2 separate regions of the Macaca mulatta genome follow, and region 1 is linked to region 2. The links are chromatin contacts, called in public Hi-C maps. All regions are on one chromosome and are shown on one strand. Each heading gives the region's core, a stretch centred on a gene start, on an enhancer-like site or on the middle of the called end of the contact. The rest is flanking DNA. Distances are from core to core; before and after follow the strand shown.

Region 1 (5,077 bases), core at 2,214-4,713, 250 kb before region 2:
TCTTGAACTCCTGGGCTCAAGTGTTCCTCCAGCCTTTGCTTCCCAAAGTGCTGGGATTACAGACGTGAGCCACAGCTCCCCATCAGAGCCTCAGTTTACAGCTGGGAAATAGGTGAGTCAGGAGTGATCACTTGCCTGAGGCCACACACACCTGCACACAGCCTCAGGATGGAACCAGTTCTGTCTGACCCTCAGACAACTACATCCCACAGCACTCAGAGGGGTCCTCTTACAGGACAAATCTGCCCTATCCTGCTGACCACACATCACCTGGTGCCACCTCACTCCTCCAGGTTTCGCCACTTCCTTCAACAGATCTGGAAATTGAGGCTCAGAGAGGCATACAAGTCACCCAGGGTCACACGTGGAGTCACTGGGATACTAAGTTCAGTTTTCCTGCCTCCTCCCCTTCCCCTGCTACTTGCTGGAGAGCTGGTGATGGTGGCAATTTAAACAGAAAACCTTTAGTCCCTTGCTCTCACCTACCGCACTGGCCGGACCCCACCTTCTCCGGCAACGTTGGGGGCGGGACGGGGTGTGGGCCCTTTAAGAGCACTGGGCAGGCGCAGTGGTGCTGGGCGTACGTGGAGCTGGGCGTGGAGTCCAGGCTGCAGCCGAGGGAGCCGAGTAGGGCAAAGTTAGGAGTCGCTGTTTGGATGGCAAGTTCAGAAGTTGGAACTTGTCTCAGTTTCCCCGCTCCAGAAATGGGGCTGGGATCTAAAGACAGGGGTATGAGTGAAGAAAACACAGAGCCACCCTGGAAAGGTGAGTGTCCACTAACATAGCTTCCTCTATCCAAGTCTGCGCCTGAGCCCCCGTGGCCTCCTGGGGCAGCTCTGATCTCTCTGTAAGGTCACCTGTCTCTGACCTGGGGTGGTCTTCTAATGGTCGCTATGACAGGAAGTGATAGCCGAGGTTTTCTGCACACCTGGCTACCATATTAGACAGCTCTGTGGTAAAGGGTGTGAGCCCAGGACAGCTAAAGAGAGAGAGAAGGATTCTAGTGTCAGAACAGAGACCTAGAGAAGGACTGCAGCTCCCACCTGGGGCCTGGATGAAATGGTGGCTTCTCCTCTCTGTCTCCCTCAGCCACCGGGACGTCTGGGCAGTTGGGGCTCTGGGACCCAAGGCTGGGCCTGGGTTCTGGAGCCAAATTGGCCACATTTGGCGGTTGACAAGTTGTTTTCTATTCTCTGCAAAGGGTTGCGGCTGGGAACTCAGACTCAAAATCAGACAGGCCTGTGTTCTATCCCAGCCACTTCGTCATTCTTTATCCTCAGCTGTGTGACTTTGGGCAAAGTGATTGCCCTGTGGGTCTCACTAACCTTGTCTGTAATGTGAGTGCATGCACCTGTTGCGCCAAGTGGTTGTGAGAACCAAGTAATGTTTAGCCCTGAGCCTGGTATCTGGTCTGCCTGTAGTAAGTGTGGGATCTCGGTAATTGTAGCAGTGATAGCAATGCTTTGGTCACCTGTCCTCCCCCGTCAATGTGGTAATCAAAGCTGATTGATTGTATAAAGAAACCATGCTAGAATGGCCACCAGAGGGCACTTTGAGACCAGCCAGCCCAGTTCCTAGATGGGGAAACTGAGGCCCAAGGAGGCACAGGGAGTCAGGGCTAGAGCCCCAGCTGCATTCCTGGGCCCAGACCTGGACTGTGCCGTGTGCCCCCACATGCCCCGCGCACAGACCCCACCCTGCGGAGGATGAGATTTTTCCAGGATAGCGGGTGCGTCCTTTGCCCTGATATCCAAATGTGAGAGACCCGGCATGGAGAGTGGCTCCAGCCTCTCCCGGTTCCCCTCTCCTGATGCCCCAGTGTGGGTACGCCTGGCGGTTGACCAAGGACATGGGGACCTGGGTGACCAAGTTGGTCCTTGGGTGGCCCCAGTGGTGACGACTGGGAACAGCTAAGCCATAGGCCATCTCCCAATGCAACACCTGGCCCTAGACCTTGGTTTCCTGCCCTGCTCCCTCCCGAGTGCTGACACTGCTTTTGTCTGCTTGAATTCCATCTCTGGTTCTGGTGCCGCCCCCTTGGGAAATGGATTGGTTAGGGTCACTCACGGTGGCATTGTCAGGACTGGAACCCAAGTCTAGCCCACTGCAGAGGCCAGGCCTGCTGGGCTTGCCCTGTCCGGGCTCCTCTGGGTTCCGGATGCCCCCAGGCGGGCTTTGATTATGAATGGGGGTGGGGGTGGGGCTTGCAGCCAGAACGCCTCGCTCCCTCTCAACATCCTTGTGGCCGTTGGTCAGGTTGTGTCCTCATATGTAAAATGGGCATGATTTTATCACCTACCTGATAGACTCTAGTGAGATCAGAAAAGCACTCTGTCGATTGCCATTTATACTAGTTGTGTCCTATTTGTGATGATTCCCGGCAGCCTTTCACGCAGCTCTGCCTTTCCCAGCTCCTCACCCAGCTGGGCCCGGCTCCTGCTCCCCAGGGGCTGGGGTGATGTGCTTGGCTCATTGACCCAGTGCAGAAAGGCCCGGGTCCCCCCTGCCGGACACGGTCCCTTCCTCTCGGAGCCTCTGTTTCCTCTTCTGTGGACTGGGTAGTATGTGCTGCCTGACTTCGATGCCTGGTCTCAGGGAGGTGGACCACCCACCGCAGAGTCAAATCCAAGGCGTCCCCTCTGCCCCATCTCTGCCCTGGACTTCACCATTGCCAGCCACCCTAGCAGGGCTCTGTGAATGGGAGGGGAGGCCTGCCTTAGCTGGGAGCTCTCCAGTTCTCCGGCCCTAATATTGGGTTAGGAGGCTGGGGGAGAAGAGATGGGAGGAGGCGAAGGCAGGAATGGGACACAGGGAAGAGTCCATGTTGTGAGGTTTGAACCCCAGCTTCCCACAGATTTGCTGTGTGACCTCGCACAGATTGCTTCAAGTCTTAGTTTTCTCCTCTAGAACGCCTCCCCCCCGCAAGGGTGTTGTGGGGCTCTGGCAAGATACAGTATGTAGGAAGATGCCTGGTCCACAGCCAGGGCCTAATAAATGCTGAGCTCCCTGGGGCGGGGGTGGTCTCCTGCAAATCCCTGGGCACCACAGCAGGGGGTGGGTGGGCACTGGGGTGTCTGGCCTGGCTGAGATGTAGTTGGCCATGGAGATGGCTGCTGCCTAGCCACTGTGGCCTGTCCCCAGCCCCACTGCCACCATGGCCCCTTGGAGCATGCCAGGTACAGAGGAAGAGCTGGGAATAAATTGTGGAGGGGAGATGCCCCCTCGAGACCACCATCGAGGGAATGAGGAAGAGGGCCCCGTTTGGTTCTGTCTCTGCTGCTGTGGGGATGGATCGCTGGCCGTGACCTAGCGGCCATCAGCCTGTGTGCTAAATGACAATGTCCATCTTGAAAGAGCTGGAAGAGGGGAAGCACTGAGTGCGGAATGCCCCACGCACAGGAGGTACCCGGAGGTTCCTGGCCCGCTTCCCTCCTGGGCTGCAAGCCTGGTCAGCTGGGAGGAGACAGCCCCTTTCACTCCTAAGGGGAGGAAGAAAGAAAACGAAAACAAGAGCTACGAAAGCAACCCGACAGCTGAGGCACCATCTGTGTTTTCCTTTTTTTTTCTTTCTCTTCGTTTTTAAAACAATATAGTGCAGACTGCACTTCTCACAGTAGAATATAATGGTCAATTTTAGTATAAAAAAAAAACATTCTCAGAGATTTGTAAATGCACTTAGTGCTTGAACAGGCCTTGGAGAGAGATACAGTACCGCTTCCAGAGCGCCAGAGGGGCCAGGACTTGGGGACTTCATGAGGGGACTCCTGCCTGTCTTTCCCCCACTTGATCGTGTGGGACAGGCCTTGGAGGGTGGTTTGCAGGAAAGGAGTTGGATTAGGCCTCCCAGTTAAAACCAGGACGGTCCCAAGAGACCCCTCAAAGGCAAGGGCGGTTCTCTCTGAATGGGATCTAAGATTGCAGGCCCATTGTTAGCCCCTGTGGTGCCTTTGTGCGAACAGGAAAATGACGCCCCTTCCTCAAGATGCAGAAAATTGTAATAAATATACAAGTTTGGGTGAAAGTGGTGTCTCCTTGGACAAGGTGCCCTTGTGCAGTGCACAGCTTGCACAACTGTACTCAGCAGCCCTATAAGATGTATTGGAGAGAAGGGGGAAGATGGTAGTCCAGGGTTTGGAGAATGGGGATGGGGTGCAACTCTGTGTTAGCAAGGAATGGTGGGGGCAAGGGGAGGAGGAACAGGGGGACTGGTATAGTCGCTGGGGCCTCTGTCAGAGTGGTCTTCACCTGGCTGGTGGGGAGACATTCTGGGCCCAGTGACTTCCTATCGGCCTCCTGTGCCCCTTTTCCAGAATACTGGGGAGTCAGCGTGGGGAAACATAGCTGCCTGACCCCTGGGGGCTGCTCTGCCCCCACCCTGACTCTGGTGCGCCCGTTTCTTCCTGCACCCCACCTTAGCCTGGGCCTCTGTCCCAGAAGGCCCAGAAAGAACCATTCTTGTTTTCGAGTGGTTTTTCTCTCCCTGCCTCTGCCAGCTTAAAGGAAGGCGTGGGCGTCAGTGGCTGCCCCCAGGCCCTCCCTGTGTCCTGGGGCAACCGATGGTGGGGAGGGGCCTTGGTATGTGAGGTTGCCCTGCCACCCTCCATCCGGCCACAGCAAGGCGGCAACCAGCCTGGCTTCCCTGTGGGCATCAGCAGGCACAGGGTGGGGCTGAGCGCCCCTGTGAGCCGCCCACCCTGTTCTTCCACCTGCCTCCCTGCTCCACGCCCCGTCTGCGTGTCCGTGCATCCGCAGGGCAGGCCTTATCTGTAGACGGGTAGGCGGATGTGGGCATGCTGGTGGTCGAGTAGCCGGGGCACAGCCACCGTCTCATAGCCCTTGCCCAGCATCTGCTCCTTGATGCAGGGTGGCCGGATGTCATTGATGAGATACTCCAGCGACTGCAGGCTGCTGCTCAGCACCGATGTGTTGCACACACTCTTGCTGGGCAGGCCCGAGAGGGCATCTGCGGGAGGCCCAGCCAGCTCCCGGGCTGCCCCCGGCCCCAGCTCCGTGACTGCCACTGCCGCCGCCGGGTTGTAGCAGTCGCTGGTGGGGGTCACCAGCACACTGTTCCAGG
Region 2 (4,785 bases), core at 1,297-3,796:
GGGCACTGGCACTACAGGCAGCTTGCATTTTCATCTTTTGCTCATATTAGAGCTAAATTTTTTTGTTAGAAGTTTCATTATCTTTAACGTTGGGAGAGAAAATTATGTTAGGAGGAAGCCTCAACATCTGATTACCGATTTATTTTAAACTCTAAAATCAACTGCTTCTTTCAACTTCAGGAATACTTCCTGTGCATCACCTAAAAATCAAAGGACATATCATTTGAAGCCAATTTTAATAGCAATTCTGTGAAGATTCTAGAACCCTACAGATCCAGAAAGGAACAAGTGATCCCAGTCCCACTGCCGTCAGCATCTCGGGTGGCACCGTGGGCTTTAAAGCTGAAAGGGCCCTTAAGAATCAGCCAGCCTGAGGTTTCCTGATTCCAGGAACACCCCGCCCGTGAACTGTTCTGTAGAGAACGATCCTGTGAGACAGCACTCCTTCCTTCCTTCAAAGAAGAGTTCTGGGTCTGAGGAGTTAGCAAAGCTTGAGGTTAACTCAGCTCCACTTTGGTTTCCTCCTCACAGGCTACTCTGAGCCTTCACATGCCACATGTCAGCCTCCCCAGGGGCCTTTCAGGAGGACAGGCCCCGCAGGGCTCCCAGCAGTGCTTACGGACTGGGCCCATCCAGGACTTCCATCTGGCAAATGGATATGGAAAGCGTGGCTCAGGGAGACTGGGGGTTCTCTCTGAGGTGCCCAAGCACGAGTCTAAGAAGTCGGCTCTGCGTTAAGCTCATGGTGCCGTTTCTGCCGAGCGGCCCTTGGACATGCACTCCCAGAGCCTCATGCAGGCACCTCCACCAGGACACAATCAGAGGGGGTGGAGGCCGCTACAGAGAAAAGGCAGAAGGAAACGTGGGAGGAGACGTGCTGCGGCCCCGAGTCCAGGGTCTCTGCTCCCTGCTCTGCTCTGCATGCCGAGCCATGAACATGCACAGGCTTCTGCTTGAGGCACTTCTCGGGTGGCACCTTCCCCATCTCTAAGACATAATCCTCCATTTGTAACAGCTAATCCTCACCATGGTAACGAAAAGCCATGTTACAAATGGGGAATTACCCTAAAATGCGATATAAGAAAGCAGGGTCTCCTCGGGAAGCTTCAAAGGCCAGGTCAACTGGAAGGAAAGGAGGGGGCCCTCTCTCCCAGCAAGATGGGAGGAGGATGGGCGAGGGGTGGGGAGGACGAGGGACCAGACAGAGCCTCAGCTTGGGGCTCTTTCTGAGGAAAACACAAACAAAATGGCAGGTCTCAGGAACCCATGGGGGCAGTGGAAAAGGAACTCAGCCAGGGGGCGGACCTACCTGACCCATGACGTCCTCGTCATACGACAGTGTGAGGCCCAGGTCAGCGATGTCCCCGTCATAGCGCTAACGTGACAGAGAAGGGGAAAGTGTTGGGGCCGTGGAACACTATGTGCTTAGAGGTTTAACCCTCCCCTGAGGTGCTACTTTGGTGCTGTGAACACCCATGGCTGCTGAACAGCTTGACGCAAAGAAGGTCATTGGTGACTTTGAGGTGGGAGGTTGTGAGGATCAGCCCTGAGTGGGACTGCCCACAGGGGGACGTGGGGGGCCTGCAGCAGCTACAGTGACAGCAGAAAGAGACAGGCCATCTCCTTCTGGGACTTTACAAAGCTGTGAGTTCACACCAGTGCTTGGCTTAGCTCACCCACCATTCCACACTCACCTTGATGGAGGTGAGGTTTTTATAGAACTCGGAGTCCAGAGAAGGCAGTTCATCCACCGAGCTATAGAAGACGCTGTGGTGGTGCCCGAGCAGCTGGCTCAGGAAGAAGGATGCGAATGGCACGTCCACCACAATTCCCTGGGAGAGCAGAGAAGCAGAGCTGTCGGTCGGCCAGGATTCTGATGCAGTGTTTGGATCGGGGTGGCTCAGGGTGCAGACATGGCCCGAGGGTGCCATCGGCATTTCCAGGCCCCTCCTAAGTTTCCAATCTGGAGAGCAGTATCTCCCCATCCTCTATCAAATACAACTGAGTGCCTCCTGGGGACATTACAGCACGAGTGGTCAGGACACAGGGTTTGAAGCTACAGTGCTCAGAGATTAAATCCTAGCTGGGCTGCTGCCAGGCCAGGGCCCTCAGCTGTCTCACCTGTCTGTGGGGAGCAGCACCAGCCTCTCAGGTAAGAGGATGGAGCGGGCACAGTATCAGGCCCCCAAGCTCTCAGGGCAGCCATGGCATGGGCAGGGGCCCGAGGAGCACAGAGGAGAAGCTCTCCCCCAAAGGCAGGGTTAGGGAGCTTCCGGGAGGAAAAGCCAGCTAAGCGAGGCATAAAGTAGCCAGCCAGGCACTGGTACAAGGCCCCAGGAGTGCTCCAGGGATGGAGGGCACGTAAGCAATGGAAGCTACGTCCAAAGAGGACGTAAGGTCAGGTCAGGCAGGGCCCATAAGCCTCACTGCAGGTTGGATTCTGTCCAGAGGGCTCTGAGCAGAGACGGGACAGAGCTACACTTTTATGTGGGGAATGGGCTGGCGAGAGGAAGACAGGAGGCAGAGACACAGCCAGACGGCTGTGGCATGCTGCCAGGGGAAAACGCTGACAGACTGTGCCAGGGTAGCGGCAGGAGGGTGGTGAGAGACATGTGGACTGGAGAGGCTGAGAGGGGACAGTCACTCGGACTTGACGACGCCTGTCAGAGGACCGTAAGGGGTAAATGAGTTAATCCATGCCACTCCTCACGGAGGGCCTAGCAGGTCCCATCTTCTCTCGTCAGTGCAATTACTGTCGGAGGTGAGGGAGGGAAAGGACACAGAGGCGAGGCCTGGGAAATGAGATGACATTCAGAAAAGCCAGGAGGCCATGCTTTCCAGGTGGCTCAGGCTCTTCTGAGTGTCATCACAGCAACGTGTTTAAAGGAAAACACATGCCATGTGCTCGGGTGAGTCCTAATGGGATTTTTAACTTTCTCAGTGGCAATCAACTGAGAAATTGTCTCCATTATGCAGATGAGGAAACAGAGGCACAGAGAATGGGTCCAGGACCCAAATCACTGGAGGGCACAAGGAAGACTGGACGGTGTTTGGGCAGGGGCTCAGATGGGCCACCTGATTCCATCATGGCCGGGGACGGAGGCCCGTGCACACAGGCTGTCTGCAGACAGAGAGAGAACAATGGATTGTTCGAGAGTGAAAGGAGTTTGGCCCTGAGACCTCCCTCTCAGCTTGGCCCAGCTGCTGGCTCTTTCTGTTTGGAAAGCATCTGACTTCTCCAGGTTTCCGGGGTATGCGAAGAGTGCTGCCCAGGTGGCTCGCTTCCTCCGTACTTGGGCCAGAAGCTCAGCAGAGCCTGAGACCCAGGAAAGGTCCCTGCAGCTCTGGAGCCCGCTGCAAAGGCCACACAGACTAGCTGAGCTTGTGCTGCAGCTTTCCTTCGTCCTGGGAAGCAGGACTCTTCCCAGGAACAGGCGGTGACTTCCCACTCAGGGTGGTCCCACCACGGCTTTCAATGGACAGGGAGCAGGAGCTGTGTGGGCCACGACGTCGCCCTGACCCCAAGAGGCCACAGAGTGGAAACCCAGACTCACTTCCTCTTAGTAAGGTGAGGACGACTGCTCCAATCCACCTGGGGTGAGCAGCTGCTGGGCACCGTGGGAGGCCCTCCTCACTTACCATCAACAGCAACCCAGGAACGTGGTTTTTCTTATCTCCACTTTACTGATGAGAGAACGGGGCTTAAAAACTAAAGGAACTCGAAGGCACATGGTCACACGGCTGACTAGGAACAGCTGGTCCTGACCTGTTGCCATGGCTGGGAAGCACTCACTCAAACAGCACAAGAATTTTTTTTTTTTTTTTTTGAGACGGAGTCTCGCTCTGTCGCCCAGGCTGGAGTGCAGTGGCCGGATCTCAGCTCACTGCAAGCTCCGCCTCCCGGGTTTATGCCATTCTCCTGCCTCAGCCTCCCGAGTAGCTGGGACTACAAGTGCCTGACACCTCGCCCGGCTAGTTTTTTGTATTTTTTAGTAGAGACGGGGTTTCACCGTGTTAGCCAGGATGGTCTCGATCTCCTGACCTCGTGATCCGCCCGTCTCGGCCTCCCAAAGTGCTGGGATTACAGGCTTGAGCCACTGTGCCCAGTCAGCACAAGATTTTAAAACTATCAAACTCCACAAAATGCTGCCCTCCTACAATGGGGACCCAGCCTCCGTGTGGCCATCTGGCTCTGCACACCACTCCTCACGCCTCAGGAAAGAAGAGGGCTGGCTTAGGACTTGGGCCGGCCTGGGTTCAAATTCCGCCTCTATCTTGGCTTGGGTTCAAATTCCGCCTCTACTACTTAACTAGCAATGAGACTCTGGATAGGTGACTCCTCAAAGCTTCAGGTCTCCCATCTTTAAATAGCCAGGACAGCAGCAGCCCTGTCACAGGGCTGTCGATGGGATGAGATGAGATGGCACAGGCAAAGTGCCCAGCACTGGTGTACAACAAACCTTGGTTCCTGCCCCTGTCCTCGCTTGTACCCTAGTGACAGTTTACATGGCCAAGCCCGATCACATATGTGTATATGAAGAAGCCCATGATACCACTAACATTTTATTTTACATTTCTCTGTTTCTTAACGTTCCTACCTCATACACAGCCTTCCCCAGCATCTTCCCCACAAACTCGAAGAGCTGCAGGTAATTCTCGTGGATGTAGGATGTGGGTGAGGGGTACAGCCTCTCATCCCCACTGGTTGTCTGCAAGGCAAAAAGACAGGGAGAGGCAGAGGTCAAGTGCCTTGCAAGGAGCAAGTTCAGCTCTTCACGTCTTGAA

Evidence for each region. Hi-C and Micro-C count contacts between places; a contact is called where the count stands out from the background.
Region 1: a contact with region 2 is called in a Hi-C map of fetal cortex germinal zone, with 4 times the contacts expected there. The contact joins two enhancer-like sites. A contact is called at or near these places in 5 of 14 Hi-C or Micro-C datasets (cortical neurons, fetal cortex germinal zone, fetal cortical plate and 2 more).

Annotation. Positions count from the first base shown.
Region 1 is chr11:116,933,212-116,938,288 of T2T-MMU8v2.0, reverse strand. It overlaps FAM222A (family with sequence similarity 222 member A), which reads right to left. Exons shown (of 3, transcript NM_001194323.2): 3 at 3,535-5,077. The coding sequence ends at 4,761. LOC114670944 (a long non-coding RNA gene) reads left to right here and starts at 578. Exons shown (of 4, transcript XR_013401364.1): 1 at 578-765. Within about 2 kb of position 3,463, at least 6 of the 40 cell types and tissues checked have an H3K27ac peak or open chromatin away from gene starts, as enhancers often do. A contact at or near this core is called in fetal cortex germinal zone, where this site is marked.
Region 2 is chr11:116,682,847-116,687,631 of T2T-MMU8v2.0, reverse strand. It overlaps UBE3B (ubiquitin protein ligase E3B), which reads right to left. Exons shown (of 28, transcript XM_077954902.1): 21 at 4,599-4,709; 22 at 1,695-1,832; 23 at 1,310-1,375. Among named protein-coding and RNA genes, the nearest start is that of UBE3B, 47 kb to the right of the region's middle. Within about 2 kb of position 2,546, at least 7 of the 40 cell types and tissues checked have an H3K27ac peak or open chromatin away from gene starts, as enhancers often do. A contact at or near this core is called in fetal cortex germinal zone, where this site is marked.